Linked DNA regions of Triticum aestivum: region 2 is linked to region 1. The links are chromatin contacts, called in public Hi-C maps. All regions are on one chromosome and are shown on one strand. The core of a region is the stretch at or near the end of the contact, and the rest is flanking DNA. Distances in the headings are between cores, read along the strand shown.

What was found. A called contact is a pair of places that touch in the nucleus more often than the background predicts.
Region 2: a Hi-C map of leaf shows a contact between it and region 1, with 7 times the contacts expected there. The contact joins the promoter of LOC123156308 here to the promoter of LOC123160923 in region 1. A contact is called at or near these places in 3 of 5 Hi-C or Micro-C datasets (leaf and an unstated tissue).

What each region holds. Positions count from the first base shown.
Region 1 is chr7B:35,337,326-35,340,502 of IWGSC CS RefSeq v2.1, forward strand. LOC123160923 reads left to right here and starts at 1,704. Exons shown (of 5, transcript XM_044578768.1): 1 at 1,704-1,903; 2 at 2,009-2,082; 3 at 2,175-2,278; 4 at 2,387-2,455; 5 at 3,104-3,177. The coding sequence starts at 1,830. LOC123157294 (ALBINO3-like protein 2, chloroplastic) reads right to left here and starts at 1,556. Exons shown (of 15, transcript XM_044575552.1): 1 at 1,082-1,556; 2 at 733-839; 3 at 255-382; 4 at 1-30. The coding sequence starts at 1,545.
Region 2 is chr7B:35,657,148-35,660,551 of IWGSC CS RefSeq v2.1, forward strand. LOC123156308 reads left to right here and starts at 1,629. Exons shown (of 10, transcript XM_044574444.1): 1 at 1,629-1,973; 2 at 2,073-2,276. The coding sequence starts at 2,088.

The sequences.
Region 1 (3,177 bases), core at 454-2,953:
GCTTGCCATCCACAGTATAAAGCAAGGGAACTGCATATACGACCAAACAGCTGAGTGAAGAGACGAAAACAAGAAAGTGCAGAATTAGTTGGTGTTGAATGCTCTTTTAATTGCTTTTGAAACAACGAATAGGGGGGAAAGGAGATCAGGAACAAGAAACATACAAGGGGCTCTTTGGAAAATCAATTGCAATGTTATCTATTCTCAAACAGTGTGAATCATAGAAGATTTTATCACGAGATTTGTATCATTACCTGAACTGAAAAGTAGGCAAAATTCCAAAGAAAGGAGGGACAACCAAGCTCTCGCCTTTTCTTCTGGAAAAGAGAGTATTGGTCACGATAACTCCTTCCTGATAGAGGAGGGGGCAATGGAGGGGGCACTTTAAAAGGAGATATATGAGAGTAAAATCAGAGACACATAAACAGAAACAGAAACAGAAAATATAAACAATCTGAATTCAATCAGACAGGAATAGAATAGACTCTGGGAGGCTCAGCTAAAATAAACATTTCGATTTCAAGAATAGAATAGGTCTGGAAGGGGTATTCCCCCACAAATTAAGTTTACCAGTTGGTAAATGCTATATATCCGGAGATTTAAGAATAATTTAAAAAAAGATAAACACTTAAACAGCAGTTGTCTGAATCATGTATTCTGCGGCACCAGCAAGCGAATGCACACCAAACATTTGAATACAAGAAAGTAAAGTGAGAAGCTGGCGGAACATACATTTTCGAAAAAGTTGGCCGATTTTAGCAGTCTTATGAAATTGTACTATCAGGGCGGGGAGTATGATTAGCCGCATGGCCACAGTGGAGGCGGAGATTGTTATCCACCTGCAATGAAAATCAGCGGTTACATTCACAACCAAAGTTGTTCTTAGACATAAAGGATCTGGCACATTCTGAGCGAAGAGGTCGACAAGTCACAGCACACGCGAGTACCACAGAGGAGCCATGTAATCGCATGAGAAATGCCTAATCAAACCTACTAAGTTCAAATTAACACCGGCTATGGTAGCAGCAGCAATAACAACAGTAACGGAAAACTGACGAGCCTTCCACCGCACAATGCCTACCATGGCAGACCGGTGAGATTATGGAAGCCGTCGAGGACGCCGATCAAAGAGTCCATAGCGAACCCCGACAGGCCGCCTCCATTGCCACCTGCGGCCACTCCGACGGCGGCATCCGCCGCGCCACCTGCGGCGGCGGCGAGCTCTTCACCGTAATCGACGGTACTCGCATCGTCCAAGTAAACGAAATCCTTCCCGGCGCTCGCGCCCTCGTTAGCCGGGGCCCCCTCAGCCGCGGCGGGGGCGGGGGAGCGGGAGTACCAGGAGAAGCTCCGCGCGGGCACGGCGAAAGGGGGGGCGGGAGCTGGGAAACGATGCAGAGGGGCAGGAGAGGGCGGCTCGTGGGTGGGGCCTCGGTGTGGCGAGGCGGCGGAGAGGTGGGCGAGGGCGGCGAGCGGCGGCGGGAGGCGGCCGCGGCGGCCGCCGCCGCCGCCGATGCGGCCGAGGAGTCGGAGCGGGAGTGCCATGGGGTCTGTCAGTCCGTGACGTGGCCAAGGGGGCAAAGAGGATCCAAGGCTACAGGCACGTGCACGCGCTCCTCCCAGCCGTCCGATCGAGATCGGGCGGCCCGGATCCGCGATCGCCTGCCCTTTTTGCCAAACGGCCCTCACTTTGCTCGATATAGCGTACACGGGCCTCCGCCTCTCCCCTTCTGCTTTGCTTCCGGTAACGAACCCTAGCCCACTCACCGCGGCGCGACTCACAGGGCAGCCGATCTCGCGCTCCGGTCGGCGGCGGCGGCGGCGGCGAGATGGTGGTGGTGGGGGGCGGCAGCGGGAATGCGTGGGCGAAGGAGATGACCCTCCGCCGGAGGATGGCCAGCATGTATGTGCGCGCTCCCTCCCTCTCCCCAGGTTCCTCTGAACAAAATTTCCGCTGTCGAGGCTGCTAGGCCTGATTCTTTTCTGTGTGGTGTGGATGCGGGCGCAGATTCAACAAGACGCGGGAGCACTTCCCGTCGCTGAAAGACTACAACGATTACCTGGAGGAGGTGGAGGATATGAGTGAGTTGCCCATCCATCCCTGTTTGTTCTTGGATGCAGCAGTTGGCAGGATTTTGATCGGTGCTTCGATTTTTTTTTCTCTTTTGATGAAACATTCAACCTCATCGAAGGAATCGACGTCGAGGCGATCGAGGCTAGGATTGCCAGGTATCAGCAGGAAAATGCTGAGCAGATATACTTGTCGCGAGCTAAAAGGGTATGCTGTTCTTACATACATTCAGTACAAACTCAGTAAAAATGATGTTACTGTAATAAGGCTTGTCGGCCCTGAACCCTGATTGAGAGTTTTCTGGCTGATGTGCAGGCTGAAGATCTTGCCGCGGCGCTTAAAGCAAGCAGAATGGTCACTGTGAAGGCTGGCCCGAGTGATACGGTTAGTTGATATTCGCAGTCTATGATACACTTCATATGTCCAGTTCCATCAGCTTTGTGGAATTGCAAGCCTTCATGTATGGAGAATATCCAGTACTTTTATTCTAAAGTTACTAGTTGTCAAATATTAGAACTAACAAAAGAATTTATGAAATGGTATCAGTGAAATGCTAATTTTTGAAGTGCCAACTTTTTAGATCTGAGAACGCAATGCGCATATCAGATATTTGTCAAAATCTAGATGAAATATGCTAGCTGGTTTGTGATGGAATGGTCAACTTTAGCAAGCTGGATATTCCACTAGCATTTTTCAGTTTGTGGTGAATTTGCATTTCGTCCCCAATTTATCATCCTGTCTTCAAACAAATTTTGCGTAGAGGTATTGCAACTTTAGATATGGTTGTTTAGTTGTCTAATCATCAACAGGCTATTGTCATGTTAACTTTGTGCCCTGATTTTCGAGTCGCTTATTATATTCAGTTATTTTATTTACTCCACATTGACTACTTGCATATTTACCTGTAAACCATAAAGATCTTGAGTCCTCTTCAGCTTTCCGATGATTTATGTTCTGTACCACTGAAAGTTTTTGTTTCAATCTATCTGAAGTGATTCTTGTATTTTTGTTGTGCAAATGTCAATGTAACAGGCGGCTGGAACCTCCCAAGGTATTAGTGGTGGAGCAGGAGTTCAAGGCCAGTATGCACCTGCCGCCGTTCCTGG
Region 2 (3,404 bases), core at 379-2,878, 320 kb after region 1:
AAAATGCCCCTGGCGGGGCAGGCTATTTACGCGCGGTGGCACGAACGGGGTGAAACTGTTCATTGCAGCAGTAACTATTTTTTATCCGACGGACGAGGTCATTTCAGGGCTCGATCTGACGGCTCAGATCGCATCAAGCGCCCCGATACGACGGCCAGGAAGCCGAAATCGCTGAGGAGGCGGGAGGATCCTCCGCATTCTTATTTCTCGATACTCCAAACCATTCTGGAAGATGTTTTCTCCGGTTACGCAAAAGTAAAAAAGCCATTGTGAACAATGCAAAAGTGGTGTTGTCATTGTGTCAGAAACCATCTGGCCATCTTCTCATAAGACATTTAGCTAATTGCCCGTGGGTTGCAATGGGGGCATGATATTCTAGTGATCCTCTCATCAAACCCTCAATGATACTTTTCATAATTAACGTGATTCTTCCATTCAAAGAATGACACATTTCATAATTAACAAGATCCTCCCGTCTAGCGCTCAATGATACTTTAAATAATTAACATGATTCTCCTATCAAAAGAGTGATACTCTCCGTAACTAATGTGATCCTCTCATCTAAAGAATGATATTGTCCATAATTACATAAACCAACAGACATATATACGAAATCAAACCAAAGCACGACATATCATCACGAGCATAGACTACCCTTTAATAGTAGATATCCGGACAATCATTGTTCCGGCTCTGCGTGAACCCCTCAATGACCAATAATACATTTCTTGCTCTAGAGTTGGAGCTGATATGTTAGCTGAGGTAAACCTTTTTCCTTCACATGGTTAGGTTTGAAGTGAAATTGTATGACAATGTGAGTCTTCATTGAACAAAAAATCTGTTTCCATGGGAAGAAAATCAGGATCTTCCATGGACAAGTTCAAAGACAACAATTTTCGATTCACAAGCCGAAAATATTTTCATGAATGTTATTCCTCAGCAAAATAGGAATTAAAGCATGGGACAGTGGACATATCTTAGAGCAACTTCAATAGCTCATGCATCCGTAAACGAAACTATCGTTTACGAGAAGTTATTAAGGTAAAAATAGCTCTCCAACAGCTCCCGTGAACCATTACGCACCAACCGCAACCTGCTCCATCTGATCTACCGTTGAGTCAGCCGCAGCCTTTGCAACGAGCACCATGTTGTTGTGCTCGCTCGCTTCGCAACATATCCTTCGTTTAAATGGGCGAACGGTTCCATACCAATCACAAACAGTTTGGTTCGATCTACCGTCGTCAGCCGCAACCTTTGCAACAAGCACCATGTTGCGCTCGCTTGCTCTGCAACATGGGCCAAGTTGCAAAGGGTGAAGATGGCCGCAGAGTCGGTTGACGCGTGCAGCGTGATCAGTCAGATAAACGCTAACGTGTTACACATTGAGAAAGTAAACATTTGGCCAAAACCAGACACACCAACAGTTAATAATCTAACAAATTACAGTCCACAAAGGGGCAGCGCTTGCGTGCTCCGACCCCCTCCTGCCCTAGAAAAACAGTGTTTGCTTGTTTAGTTTAGTGCGCCCCTCGCAGAAAAACACATGACGGGAAGAATAAAAAAGTACACGTACCATCAACCATGGGTGTCGTCAATCATCATACTCCTACTCCGACTCGTTGTATGGCTTCTAGAGGCTCCCTCCCGCTGTATGTATAGCGCGGCGGATCCCCAACATCCGTCCCCCGTCGCTGTCAAATTCCGGATCGAGCGTGCGAGCCCTCGCCTGCCGTCTAGAGCCTCGCTTCGCCGCACGGCACAAAAAGGGGAGCGCCAGCCCGCCCAGCCCCGCTGCCCTCCTCCCCTCCACACGTCTCTGCCCATCCCACCCCCACCCCCACCCCCATCCTCACCCCCGCCGCCGACGCAGCTCATCCCTCCTCCCTCATCCCCTCTCCCGCCAACCCGCGCTTCCCCGGCCCGTCCCTGCCCTACGCGCTCGGCGCCGCCCTGCCCCGCCCTGCGCAGCACAGGTACGGCTCCGGTTGCTTCGCCCGAGGCGCGGGTCCTCTGAGTGGGTTTGTCTGTGTCCGCGTGGGTTTCATCTGAGTGGTTTGGTTTGGTGCGCGCAGGTGGTTGATTGATTCATGGCCGCCAGCGTGCGGGAAGGTGCGGCGGCGGCGGCGGCCGCGGGGCACGCGGTGGACGATTACGACGTCTCGGACGGCGAGATGGACGTCGACGTCGACGTCGAGGCCGGCAGCGAGCTCCAGCACGCCGGCGGAGCCGGCGACGACGGCCGGAGGGACGGCGACGGCGACGACGAGTACGCGCTGGTCGGTAACCACGTTCCTTTGGGCTTGGTGTCGCGGTGGTGTTGGTGGTTCCGCCGCTTGTTTTCTCCGAATCGCGAATCTGAGCCTGCCTGCACCTGCAGTTCCGCTTTCAGTTATCTAATTGATTGATTGATAGGTTGTCGAGGTTTATTTCTCTTTATGGTATGATTCGAAGTTCAGCGCTGATATTGTTTAGGGCGTTTAGGAGTTTATTATCAGTGGCTTGCCTGTACGTGTTAGTGTAGCGGCTGGTTCTTCAGAAAAAATAAAATCATGGGCACAATTAGGAGGTTCGTCCTGAAATCTGATCGCGGAGGCAAGTTCGCAGTGCCGCGGTTTCAGCTTAGTTTTCTAGCATGTTTACCACTTCTACCCGGTGGGTGAGAGCTATCCGTTTTATAAGTTAAAAGGTCGCAGTAGTTTGCTATGCTACGACAAAGTAGAGAAACATAACTTGCCATCAACAAAAGAACCAGTATATATTCTAAAAAAGAACCACTATATTATGCGAGGCGCGCAATCACTCGTGCAAAACATGCGCTTGTCGCGAGAGGAACCTTAGTCCAGTGATTATACTCAAAAGGGTGCGGAAAAGCTACTTTTAGACCATGTGGCTAGTTTACAGTGCTGATATTTCCTCGCTTAGTCTTTTGTTGCCGAATTCAATAGTTATGATAAAGAGGTGACTTGATGTCAATGGTGCTTGTGGAGCAGATTAGTATTGCCCAATCATTCCAGCTCGAATTTGCTACTTGTGTTTATCTCCAGCCAATAATGATCTGGCTTACCATTCCCTGTAACGTCGTTTTCACAAGTGGCATACACTGCATAATTTTCAATGCCCCACTTCACCAGGCGTTGTAGATGCCATGTTTCAGTGCTTTTTGAATTGGCTAAGACCAAACAGCATAAAACATGGCTTTCTACTAGAAAAAAAAGGACCTGTGCCTTTGGCCTTGTTGATCATTCAACTGCTGAATAAAAATTAGCGCATGGGGCCGCCATGTTTTGGCGTATGCATGAGAACTATTTATGTAGCCGTACCTGAGTCTATCTAATCATCAAGATAACGACATGGTTGAATAAATTGTTACTGATGTAGCTCATTAAGGATAAATAATTGCTTTA